Regions from separate parts of the Mus musculus genome. Here regions 2, 3 and 4 are each linked to region 1. A link is a contact called in public Micro-C and promoter capture Hi-C data. All regions are on one chromosome and are shown on one strand. The core of a region is the stretch at or near the end of the contact, and the rest is flanking DNA. Distances in the headings are between cores, read along the strand shown.

Region 1 (2,968 bases), core at 225-2,724:
TCTACTTTGTAAGACTCCTTTCTCACACACATGAAAATTTTATTAAATAAAATATTTGTTTAAACACTATTTTCCCTTTCCCATCCTCTTGTAGGCAGAGTGGCTTCTATCAAGAGAATCTATCCAGACTCACGCATGTATTTCCCAGTTTACTGACCCTCCCAGGAATTGAACATGTTAGACCCTCCTATAAACTTGACTGCGTTAGGGGATTTACTTCCGGATCTCCGTCCCCAGGACTGTCTGGATGCTCCTTGAACAGTACCATCTCATCCCTTTCCCAAGACCTTAAATGTGCACAGTGTCTCCCTTTACAATGTAGTCACAGCCCCTTGCAAATCACTGGATGTCCAAAACTAAAACACAGGAGGCTTTTCCCTCCACGGTCTTCACTTCAAGGATAAACAGATGGCACCTGCCCAAGGTCATGTAGCTGCCTCGCTATTTTTTCAAATTGCTCCAGTTTGCCTAATATTAAACTTCAAATTAAAATGAAACAAAAATGGTCTGGTGGGGCACATTGGCACACGCCTGTAATCCCAAGACTTGGGCAGTTGAGGCAGCGAGATAATGAGAGGCCAGTATGGCCTACCCAGTAAGATCTTGCTTCAAAACCACAAATGAGCAAATAAACAATGAAGTACTGACTCTTGTTACACAAATCACATCAATGCCTGTCTTGGAAATACAGTTTGGTAGTTACCATGGCTGAAATATGGAAGCCATTGCTATGACAGGCTTAAAAACATGTAAAAGAGGTTAAGGTCCTTGGGGGTGGTGGCGGCAGGTAACAAAAAGACATAGCATAGGTCAGCCCTTGCCCAAGAATGGCAGGCAGCACCCGCCTTTACTCCTTTAGTCTTTGGAAACTGGGTATCCAGTCACCAGGGTCCTAGATATAGCCAGTTTCACAAGGCAAGCGCAAACTAGCTGGTTCCGCATGACTTCCCGAGCCTGCGGAAGCCCCACTAGGAGACCTCCCCTTTCGGAATTCTAATAACAATGGCCAGGAACTTCTTCTTACAAAGATGAACACAGTCTTCATTAAGGCCAGCAGAGCAATCGAAAGAGTTCTTCCATCGCTAGCCATAAGGTTCCGGGGTGTGAGTGTGTGCGTAGCGGCGACAGTGGACGTAAGCTGGTCCCCGTGGCCAAATAGGGGAACAGCAGATCCATCTGAACCGGGAATTGGCGCAGCCCGTAGGACCAAACGGCGCGGACAAAAGACAGAGGGCTCCGCAGCCCGCTCGGACTGTCCGAACGCACGCTGGGTCTCACCTTCGGGAGCCACCCAATGAGGTCTCAGCCACCCTCAGGAGACGGACAGCCGCGGCGGGCCAATGGGAGGATGGGTTGGCTGTGGAGGCGGGCCCATCCTGGAGGCCCCGCCCCCGGGTCCGCAGGGCTGGGGCGGAGCCAGGCTCGCGTCAGGTGGTCCCGGGCGTGCGGGAGGCGGGGCGCACGGGGCGGGGAGGGGAGGGAGCGGCCAGCGGGCGGCGGGCACGGGCGGCACGAGCAGGTGGGAGCCGCCGAGGGGCGAGGCCGCCCGCGGGGGCGCCAGGCGGCCGGGACTGCGCCGCGCCCCTGTCCGCGGTGCGCGCTCGCGGTGCGCACCGGGCGTCCTCGACTCTCGCGCGCCCAGCCTGCTCGGGCCCTACCTGCGGCGGCCGTCGGGGGCGCGGAGCCCCCAGCGCTGCCGAGCCGCATGAACAATAGGCGGCGGCGGCTCCCGCGGGCGGCCGCCCCGCACCCTATGGACCAGCCGCTCCATGGAGTCCTCCAGATCGCTTCTCGGCTGCCTGGCGAGTGCCACTGCCGCCCCGCCGGGGGACGATGCCACGGGCGCTGGGGCCGAAGAGGAGGAGGACGAGGAGGAGGCGGCGGCCGAGCTGGGATCTCACGCCGCGCTGCCCTACTGGACGGCTGTGTTCGAGTACGAGGCGGCGGGCGAGGACGAGCTGACCCTGCGGCTGGGCGATGTGGTAGAGGTGCTGTCCAAGGACTCGCAGGTGTCCGGCGATGAGGGCTGGTGGACCGGACAGCTGAACCAGCGGGTGGGCATCTTCCCCAGCAACTACGTGACCCCGCGTAGCGCCTTCTCCAGCCGCTGCCAGCCGGGCGCCGAGGACCCCAGCTGCTACCCGCCCATTCAGCGTAAGAAGGCGGGCACCGGTGCCCGGTGGGGACGGGGGGCTGAGGCCTAAGGATGGGCGAAGAGCAGTCCCGAGTGGGGAGCGACTGGCCCGGGCATGGGTGGGCACTTTGGCTGCAGGGGCTTTAGCTGGTGCTACCCAGAAGCTCCAGAGTCGCAGGCCCTGCCTGGAACACCGGGCTTCTTCACCGTCATCTGACTCGCTCAAGTAGCAACTCTTGAAACCCTAGCAGGAGTCTCCTTACGTCCCAACCCCTTACCCCCCCCCGCCCCCCCCGCCCCTTGTGCCCCTCCAGATCTGGAAGGGTTTTGGAGAGCAGGTGGTTACTGTCACCAGTAACCTTAGTTCCCTAATCAAGGACCCGGCGGACCTTTTCTGTTTCTTGTCTCCGCCTCTTAAAGGTATTTGTCTAGAGAGGAGTGGAGGTGCCTCCCGCCTGCCTGGGCAGGTTCACAAGTCCCGGAAGCGTGTGTGAACTCAGGAGTCAGGTGCCTTTGAAATCTCGTGTTGGTTTCTTGGGTTCTCGTACTGTATTTCAAAGTTGTACCCTGAGGAATCTTGCCGAATATTATGTTAGGAAAGGTGTGTACAAGGGGAGGGGGCAAAGTTATGAGTGGAGAAATAATTAGAGGGAGAAAGTATGTCTGTCCCTCGTGGGAGTTCAGGATCAGCAGGTACAGTGGCTAAGTCCTTGTCCCATACAGCCATACTGTTCACACAACACATTTTTTTTTTCCACCCTAGATCCTTGCCTATATTTGGCATTGGCCAAATCTCAGGGGCCAGGACCAGGGTTCCCTCCCAGGGCCTTTCTC
Region 2 (2,968 bases), core at 266-2,765, 1.8 Mb before region 1:
TTGACCTCTGGCCTAAACACACCCTTGACTCATGTGCATATGTACCAGCACCCATATGCACACACACAAAATAAAACTTAAAATGCTAAATGTTTGTTCCTATCAAACCCCCATTTTTTATGGTGCTGGGGCTCAAACCCAGGGCCTTGTGTATGCCAGACAGCCAATCTCTTTTGAGGGACACACATAGACCAATATATTTACTTTATAAGCAAGGTTATGAAATAATCTGGCAAAGCTACACACAGCCACAGAGGCAGTCTTAGGGATAAAACCTTTGTCATGCCAACCAACCTCAGGCTTATTTAAAACTTGTTAGCTTAACTTTTATAAAATCCCTTCTTCTCCATACACCATCTTATTTCTGGTAAACACTTTTTAATGTGATTGTAGATGGCTTAGTTCTTATTATCCTGGTTGGTGATGTGGTACAGGTAAAAAAATAAAAAGTTCATCCAGGTTTGCCGCTGTTGGCTCTGTGTCATGAAGAGTTAATTTTCAGCAATATAATCCGTATACATAGCTCATTCACTATTTTGTAGATTTGGCTTAACTATTGATCTAATTATGTCCTGAGATCTATGAGTGTCCTCTTGAATCAGAAGATGAGGTCTTATCCAGTGTTGTCAATAATTTGCTGTGTACCTTGGCAAGTAACCTAACCTTAGTTTTCTCTCTCAGGTTAACCATTATCAAGATAAAAATCATATGTTAAGATTGGCAGAGCCATCAGAAATTACACAGCAAAATTCCTTTATTTTATGGAAGGACTGAGTGATTTACCCTACCAACCTATGTAGTTAGTTTTCCTAGGCATTACAGACCAGTATCTTTTCCATGCATTGTATTTTCTCTCAATATTGTCTCAAGAAATAAATGAGAAAAAAGTGAAAGTACTAAACAAATATAAAGCTATTATTAAAAAAATCAGACAATAGTATTACAGACACTGTTATCTTAAATTTTATTGGAGTGTGTACTGTAACTATTCTGCACAATATAAAAATTAGAAGTTATGATGTCTATGTATGGAAAAAGGCAGAAAAGGAATAAGGCTGGAACAAAATTAACAGTTGATTAACTTTGAAGGGAAAACAAAACAGCCTCAAGCATAGTAATATCCTCTCAATGTTTACTGGTATTTTTCCACTTTGAGCATTTCTGAAGGAAAGATGTACAATAATAATGTGCCGTGCCATTTCCTGGTTATATAGAACATCATATCTTTTGTTTAATTTACAATACTCCTTCCCGGGCCACTGCCCTAAACTAGTCGCTGCAACCTGCAAAAACCTCAGCCCCGGCCGAGACTCTAAGTCCCGAAATGCTTTCAGGCTTGTCTGTCCCGCCTATTCGCAACGACGATGCTTCCATCGGGAATTGTAGTCATGTGGAGCTTGTATTTCAGGGCTGTAGGGCAGAACGACAATCCCCCCAAAACTACAACTCCCAAAAGGCCGCAAGCGCCCTTCCCGCTCCCCGTCGTCGCGCTCCGCCCCTGGCCGCTCCTCCCTAGCTGGGCTGCGCTGTTCATGCCTTCCTGTTGGTCTGAGCTGGGAGAAGTTCACTCTGATCAGCTGATTCCAACTGACAACAAGAGAGGAGGAAGCCTGGGAGGCAGCAGAGGAGGAGGGGGCGGAGATGGAGCTGAGGATGGATCCGCCGGGGCCCTAGAGCAGCCCGGGTCCTGTCGGCAATCCGCGTCCCCCACACCGCCTTGCCTTGGCCGAACTGCTCCGGGTGGGCTCTGTGGGCCGCGGCGGAGAGGGCGGGGGCGCCTTGGCCCAGCCCCGGGCGAGTGCTGGTCCCGGGGCTCCCTCCAGTCGCTCCTAGGAGGAAGGGGGGACGGGTGCGGCTCGAGTGGGGGTGGGGTGGCATAAACAATGGATTCGGCTCCGGGATGTGCGGGTTTGTGTGAAATTTGGGGGGCCTTCTTTGTTCTTCGTCTCCGCTGCCACCCCTTGGGTTGTGGTGGTGGTGTCCGGGAGCAAGGTGGGTGAGGGACCCTGGATTGGAGAGAGGCGTCGAGGTTTGGGGGGGGGGGGTTTGCTCCGAGTGGCATATTGTTTGCTTGGCCTGGTGGTGGTGAGGGTCAGCTGTTCTTTTGAAGGTTGGTTTTCTGTTTTTCTTAGTAGTGACAAGTTTTGATTTTTGTTTCCCTTTTGGGAGCTGACTGGACACGTCTGAGGTTAAGGTGAAAATAAGGTCCCCTGGTTACTCCCTTGCCTTGTTTATCTGAAGATCAGATGGATAGATTGGCTACTGAAAGGGAGGAGTGAATATCTGAAAGGAGGACTTTACACTTGGTTGTGCTCTTGGAATAGGAGGCAAAGGTAGGGAGAATTAGGAGTGTAGTTACGTTAGTGACCCAAAACCCCCTTTCCTGTCTTCCCAAGTTTTTGACTTGGTTTGTTTTGTTTTAAGTGTTTGAGTGACAAGAGAAAATGAGTTGTTTTGACTCACTGTAGGGCCTGGCTCTACTGTGCGCCTAAGTGCTGGAATTCTGCCTCCTGTTGCTGCCGGTTCTCTTCCTCTGTAGAGAGGAGGCACAGGAGGAAGCTCAGTAGTTGTCTTACTGTTTTTGAAAATGAAGTTGGGACTATTGTTGTCAATTTTAGAGTCCTTACTAGACCTTTGCTCGACTAGAGCTGAGAGAGTCCATTTTATAAGGATAATTGGGTTTGTAGAGGTCTTTGAGGGTGGTGTGAATTTATTGTTACAATATTTTTCTTAGCTTTTTACAGACCTCCTTTTCCATTTCTCATATATAAGGAGCAGGTGCAGAGGGCTTAGCCTCCTAAAAGCTGTCTGTTTAGTGATTTTGAATCAGAGCTTAATGAAATGAGAAGAGCATTTTACCAACAAACCAGCAAAATCTTTAAGAAGCTCTGGGTCTAGAAGTGTTTTGTTGTTACACATATTTGAGACAGGGCTTCTCTGTGTAGCCCTGGCTGGCCTGGAACTCACA
Region 3 (2,968 bases), core at 138-2,637, 1.7 Mb before region 1:
GTTAAATATTTCCAGTCTGCACGCACAGACTCACTCAGCTTTGCTGGGCTTATCTGTAACTCTAATAGTGAATGGAGCTGGAATCTGAAAGTTCTGGACTGCTTTGTAATTGTATTTTACTTTATTCATCGAGAGTCGTAAAAGGCGAGAGCAGGTGGAATTGTGAACTGCAATTCAGCATCTCTCGGTTTCCTTTTCACTTCCCAGCCCCCAGCTATTTGACCTGATTAAACAGCCAAGGGGGCCATAGCCCGGCTTCTATAAGCTAACGATGCCTGTGCCCTCTAAGTGATTTCATGAGTTTTCGCCCACTCCGAGTCTCCCTGTGCTCCGTGGAAGTCTGAGTTCGCAGAAGTCTCTCAGTTTCTTCTGGGGTTTATCAGATTCTGAGCAGCCGCATACTGGGGAAGCCAGGAGTCACGTCTGAACATTCACTTGCAAATTCTTTTCACCTCCTATCTTAGTCCAGAAAGGTGACGCCTGAATTCTCAGAGCCGTTCCCAGAGGGGACTCAGGCAACACCTACCTCAGGCTCTAACAATTTTTGCATAGTTACTGACTTCCCTAGCTGCGTTTCCTAAAGTTGCCTCAAAATTTCCCCAACCTTCTGCCTAAAAAGCGCCAGGTCTCACTTCGCTCCCAAGCTGGCCATGTCAGATCAGTGTGAATCGTTGACAGTGGAGAACGGTGGTCGTAGGGGACCGCGCGGAGTGACCACCCGTGAATTACGTAACAAAAGCCGTGGCTGTCCGCAAGCCTGACACTGAGACATTCCAGGAGGAAGGGAGTTGCTGTCCTGGACTCTCCAGTTCTCAGAAACCGCCCGGGGAAGGTGGCTGAGATCAAGAAAACACTTCGGGAACAAGAATATTGAACAGCCGCGGAACCCAGAACATTATTAGCAAACAGTGGAACACGAGTAGTAATTTCTTGGAGGAAACTGCAGCCTTCCAACTTTTTGCACTGCAACACGGTGGTGTACAAGGAGCTCGGGGGTTAAAAACCGTGATTTACAAAGCCCAGAGCTAATGAATGGGGTTAAGTGGTTTTGTTGGCACTATGTAAATATTCTTGTCCAGGAGCGCAAACTCTGCAGTTATTTAGCAAAGTAGGGACTCCAACTAAGCGAGAATGCTCTCCCATGTTGTCTCCACGAGTTCCAATCTAAAAGGGCGCTACTAACACGGTACTGCCCCTTTAAGACCTGCTCGCTCTCGGGCTCTACAAAAGGGAGTGACCTCTGGGCTTTGACAGCTCCCCTAATAACTACCACCACGCAGGCCCCGCCCACTTGGCGACCAGCCGCGCCGATTGGCCGGTAGGCCGGTATCCCGTGCTCTGATTGGCCTGCCGCTTCCCCTGAGCGAACCTTTAGAACTCTGAGACAGACAATATTCTGTTACATTGTAGCAAAATGGCGACTGTCATTCACAACCCCCTGAAAGCGTAAGTAAGACTAAAAAATGTACATATTCCGCGTGGTTTCAATATGAAAAAAAGGCGCCTTGTGGAGCGCAGCCGGCGCCCGGCTCTCGCAGACACCTCCCGCTGCGCCCGGGCTCCTCTTTTCTTCCTGCTCTTACTTCTTCATCTTTTTTTTTCCTCCCAGCGCGCAGAAATGTCAGGAGATGCAATTAACAAAAAGAAAATTGTTACATTTGTGTTCTGCTTAATTGGCTGACCGGGACCGGGAGGGAACACAGAGCGGCGGCGCCGGCTCAGGAGCTGCGGGGGTCGTGAGCAGCCCGGGTCTTCACGGTTCTCGGAGTCCCCTGCCTCTCCCGGCGCCGCGCGGAGCTGGCTGAGGCTGGCCAGAGCGCGGGGTTGGCTGAGCCTGGCCGGAGCGCGGGGCAGAGACCGCGTCGTGCGCTCGGCTGAGCCCTGCACTCCAAGCCCGAACCTTCCCGGCCCCGCTGCTCGTCCACCCAGGCGGGCAGACGGACCGCAGCGGCTGCGGAGTTTTGCAGGGCGTTCGCTCTGCCTTCCGAGCTCTCGCAGGGAGTTTGTGTAAACCTTCCGGAGTTGGGAGGACAGCGCGCGGAGCGGCGGGTCCCGGGAGTCCTGGGGCCCAGGTGCTTGCCCCGGGCTTTTCCACTCCGGCAGCCGGGGATCAGGCAGGCGCTCCGGGCGGTCGCCGGTGTGTCTGTGTATTTGTAGGCTAACTGGCTCTAGTAAATTAACGATCCGGGTTAACTTGGGGTTGATATGGAGGCAGGGAAACTGCAGGTCTTATAAATGGTGTGCTTGCCTGCTCTGGGTGAAAAGCCGAGGCGGTGGAGGCGGCGGTGGAGGGCTCTGGCGACAGCGAGGGGCAGGTGCCTCCCGGAGACTTTGAGCGGACACAGGGGGGCGGGCTGCGCAAGGACTCGCGGGGGCCGGTTCCCGATCGGAGCTGCCTGCCCGCCGGTCTTCCTTCCTTCCTTCCTTCCTTCCTTCCTTCCTTCCTTCCTTCCTTCTTCCAGTCGGTGGACTGAATATGAAGCCGCAAGTCCGCGGGTGATCGCGGAGCCGGGGGTGGCCTCGGAAAACTAGTGTGGCTCTCAAGGGGCGCTATTGGCAGGCATGTTGGCAGAGGGTGGATCCTTGGGAATCGCGGCGCGGCGTGGGCACCCAGTGGGTGCCCGGTGTACTAGGACTTCCCCGCCCTGATGAAAGCCAGTGGGAGTCGGAGGGTGAGCGTGGGTGTTTAGTGCCAATTCTTCCCGGTGTGTGTCAGTGGTCGATCTTGGCTCTTTTAGCTGCGCGCTACAGCGTCCCTGGCTATGGGAGTCGAAAACACCGTTCGCTTTGGGGAGCAGCAGGGCGGCGGCGAGAGAGTGTGCGTGGGATTCCTAGTGCCAAGAAACCCGTAGGGAGAACCCGCTGCGTTTGCACCAGCCAACAACCAGGAATAGGGCAGGGATGTCCCAGATCTTGGAGTTTCCATGAGATATTGCTGTAAAGACGGAGGCTGAGCTTGATGCGAGTT
Region 4 (2,968 bases), core at 330-2,829, 1.0 Mb after region 1:
GCTTACTGGCTTGCTCCTGAACGCTTACTCAGCCTGCTTTCTTACACACTCCAGAATCACCAGAGGTGAAACCACCCACAATGGGCAGGCACCCCCTCATCAATCGCTAATTAAGAAAATGCAAGTCTTGCCTTCAGAGTAGTCTGGGGGTGCATTTTCTCAGTTGAGGTCACCTCTTCTTAAATGACTCTAGCATGTGTCAAGTGGACAGAAAACTAGCCATCACAGGGACCTTACATAGATGGTGACATCCTCGATCTAGTTCCAGTCCAGACCTCTAGTATGACTTAACCAGCCACCTGTTGGATGGTCCTACTCTAATGACGGAGAGGGGCAACTGCCCATAACTGGCATTCCATACCAGCTAATCTTCCCTCCTGGATCCACGCTTTCCGTGTCTGTCTGTCTGTCTGTCTGTCTGTCTGTCTGTCTCAGCATCCCACTGCTCCAGGCAGCCATCCTTGATCCCTCACTTCACACACTAGAGCCAAGCTTTGAGTGTGGTTCCTTCCACTGTATTTACAAACCCCCACCTTCCTCCTTTCCTACCACCGCTCCCTTTCTGGTTCCAACATTCCCTGTGCTGGGTACCTGCAGTGCCTCCCCAACTGCTTCCTTAGTCTCTTGGGCCTTGCCCTGTTGTTGCTAGAGTTATGTTCCTAAAAAGTCTATCTGCGGCATTATTTCCTTGTTCAAAACCTTCCCTTTCCAAAACAAAACAAAACAAAACAAAACAAAACAAAACAAAAACTTTACTTTCCCCTCATGGTTTCCTTTGTTTGCTTGTTTAGTTTCTCTGTGTAGCCCTGGCTGTCCTGGAACTCTGTAGCTCAGGCTGGTCTTGAACTCACAGAGCTCCACCTGCCTCTGCCTCCTGAGTGCTGGGATCAAAGGCGGGCATCACCACCAACCAGCCCTTCGGATTCTTTAGCATCATAGTTCACCACACTCTCTAATGCTACACCTCCCCCCCCCCCCCATTCCTTGGAGGATTCTAATCTGGGATGTCTTTGGCCACTACCACTCACGATGGAAGGGTAGGATGAGGTGTCATCAAAAAGCACTCATTACATGGCATCGATCAGGATCAGTCTCATCGTATGAAACTAGCGACTCGGAAGCAGCATCCGCTGGTCACTTGTGTTCTGCCGCCTGAACCCGTGTGTTTTTGTCGACTGTTTTTAGTTATTTAGGTGAGCAAACAAGGTAATGGCAATTTCATAATGTGGCATCATTCTTTGTTCTCATTCGTTCTCCCATCTTAGCTTTCCTTAAATAAATAAAAATCACTATTTGGACCAGGTGCCCTCTTTCTACCCAATTACTTGCTGACTTGTTGGTCTGCTTAAGATCCCTTTGAGAAATATACTGATTCCTTCATTGTACCCGCCTAAGGTGCCCAAAGACTAGATTTCTGGTGATAACTGCTATGTCCACATCTCTCTGTATTACGTATGTATGCATGCATTCATTTATATGCATACATGTGTAGTTACTGTATTTTTAATTGCTTTGTCGTCCTCTAAGCAAAGAAATGAATACCCTTAAGTGGCCACCAGGAGGCGCCAGGAGCAGCGAGAGACCTGCGGTACCTTGGCGGTAGAGGTGGAGATGGATGCAGAGGCGAGGGAAGAACCCAGCTTCCTTTTTTAAGAATCAGTTGTGAGCAAGGGAGCAGAGCTACGTTATTTTAGGGAGACTTTGTCGCACTCCCCCTCCCCCGGGTAGGTAGCGTCTGGGATGTGTGCTCCCAGTTCGTAGTCTCCCATGGAGAGACGCTGGCTGCTGCAGCCGGCAGTAACCCGACCCCGCCGGCGCAGGGACTGAAGAGGCGCCGGGGAGAGCAGCGAGAGGCGAACAAAAGCCCTCGGCAAGGGGGCCGGAGCCCGGACCTGGGGTAAGTGAACCCGCTCGGAGACCTAGCAGCTCCCAGAATGGAGCGGCAGGGTTTACGGCGCTCTAAGAGCCCACTCCCCTGAGATGCGGTGCGGAAACTGGTGAGCATCAGCGGCTGATGTCTGAGTCCACCATACTGGGGTTGATGGTACCTTTAACTACACATTCGGCCTTGGAGATCGGGTGCATCTGGGAGGATTCAGGTGCCTTGTGCATCTTGAGCAAACACCGGGTGGGGGCTGGAGGAAGAGGAAGGCAGAGAGCTCCCAGCAAGCCCCGCTGGAGAGGCTGGAGAAAGAATCCATCACTCCACTCGGAGAAGCCTTTGGAGACTCTTTTCAGCCCTTCCATCTCCCGGGGGCCCTGCGCTCCGGGTCCTTTTGGTAGAGAGAAATCAACCATAAACTTCTTCCTAGGCAACTGGGGCCCTCGCAGCAATGCACTTTGGCATGCACAGGCCCCTTCCCCTTTTGTGTTCTTGCAAAGCTGCATCCCAGCAGCCCGCCTAAGCTACAAACAAATAGCTAATCCTCCGGGGAATCCTCCAGCGCCTCCCTCGCTGGCTGCAGCCTTCCTTGCACTTCAATCTTTGCAGGAAGGGGATGCAGCTAGTGGGCCTCACGCCAATGTGGTCTCCTGAAAGGCCCTGCATTCTAGGTCTGAGGGAGACTGAGGCTGCTGTCTAAGGCCCAGCGTCCCCCCACCGCAACTGCCCAGCCTGAGTTTTTGGGGCATCAGTTTTAGGATTTACGTTCCATCAGGCCCCTGAGCCTAATCTGAAATCGGATTAAGTTGGGAGGGGTAAATATGGCTGAGGAGGGAGGAACAGCTCACAGATCCTCTATGTCCCCCCGCCCCTCTGTCATCTCAGGGACTCCAACAAAGAACGAGGTTCAGCTATGGTGGACCCGGTGCCAGAAGAGGAGAAAGAGGGAGCGGAGCCCGGTGGCTCTGAAGGGGATGAGGCCACAGCGTCCGAGCCCCCCGATGCCCAGGGAGCCCAGCAGCCGGCTGCCTCCTCGGCCTCCGCCTCCGCGGCGGCGCCCCGTAAGGCTGAAGTCCCCTGCGGGGC

The links. Promoter capture Hi-C pulls out the DNA fragments that hold promoters and counts their contacts. A called contact is a pair of places that touch in the nucleus more often than the background predicts.
Region 2: a contact with region 1 is called in a promoter capture Hi-C map of embryonic stem cells, with 2.7 times the contacts expected there. The contact joins the promoter of Zfyve1 here to the promoter of Map3k9 in region 1. A contact is called at or near these places in 1 of 39 promoter capture datasets (embryonic stem cells), 1 of 115 datasets of contacts at active chromatin or transcription factors (astrocytes) and 1 of 9 other capture datasets (macrophages).
Region 3: a contact with region 1 is called in a Micro-C map of embryonic stem cells, with 11 times the contacts expected there. The contact joins the promoter of Dpf3 here to the promoter of Map3k9 in region 1. A contact is called at or near these places in 2 of 484 Hi-C or Micro-C datasets (embryonic stem cells and pro-B cells) and 1 of 115 datasets of contacts at active chromatin or transcription factors (astrocytes).
Region 4: a Micro-C map of embryonic stem cells shows a contact between it and region 1, with 6 times the contacts expected there. The contact joins the promoter of Ccdc177 here to the promoter of Map3k9 in region 1. A contact is called at or near these places in 3 of 39 promoter capture datasets (embryonic stem cells, hippocampal neurons and liver), 1 of 15 datasets of contacts at CTCF or cohesin (embryonic stem cells), 3 of 484 Hi-C or Micro-C datasets (embryonic stem cells and pro-B cells) and 1 of 115 datasets of contacts at active chromatin or transcription factors (astrocytes).

Annotation. Positions count from the first base shown.
Region 1 is chr12:81,779,676-81,782,643 of GRCm38.p6, reverse strand. It overlaps Map3k9 (mitogen-activated protein kinase kinase kinase 9), which reads left to right and starts at 1,474. Exons shown (of 11, transcript NM_001174107.1): 1 at 1,474-2,154. The coding sequence starts at 1,770. Gm46366 (a long non-coding RNA gene) reads left to right here. Exons shown (of 3, transcript XR_001780649.2): 3 at 95-624.
Region 2 is chr12:83,595,769-83,598,736 of GRCm38.p6, reverse strand. Zfyve1 (zinc finger, FYVE domain containing 1) reads left to right here and starts at 1,515. Exons shown (of 12, transcript NM_183154.4): 1 at 1,515-1,740.
Region 3 is chr12:83,486,155-83,489,122 of GRCm38.p6, reverse strand. It overlaps Dpf3 (D4, zinc and double PHD fingers, family 3), which reads left to right and starts at 1,387. Exons shown (of 11, transcript NM_001267625.1): 1 at 1,387-1,446. The coding sequence starts at 1,415.
Region 4 is chr12:80,759,326-80,762,293 of GRCm38.p6, reverse strand. It overlaps Ccdc177 (coiled-coil domain containing 177), which reads left to right and starts at 1,579. Exons shown (of 2, transcript NM_001008423.2): 1 at 1,579-1,897; 2 at 2,768-2,968. The coding sequence starts at 2,796.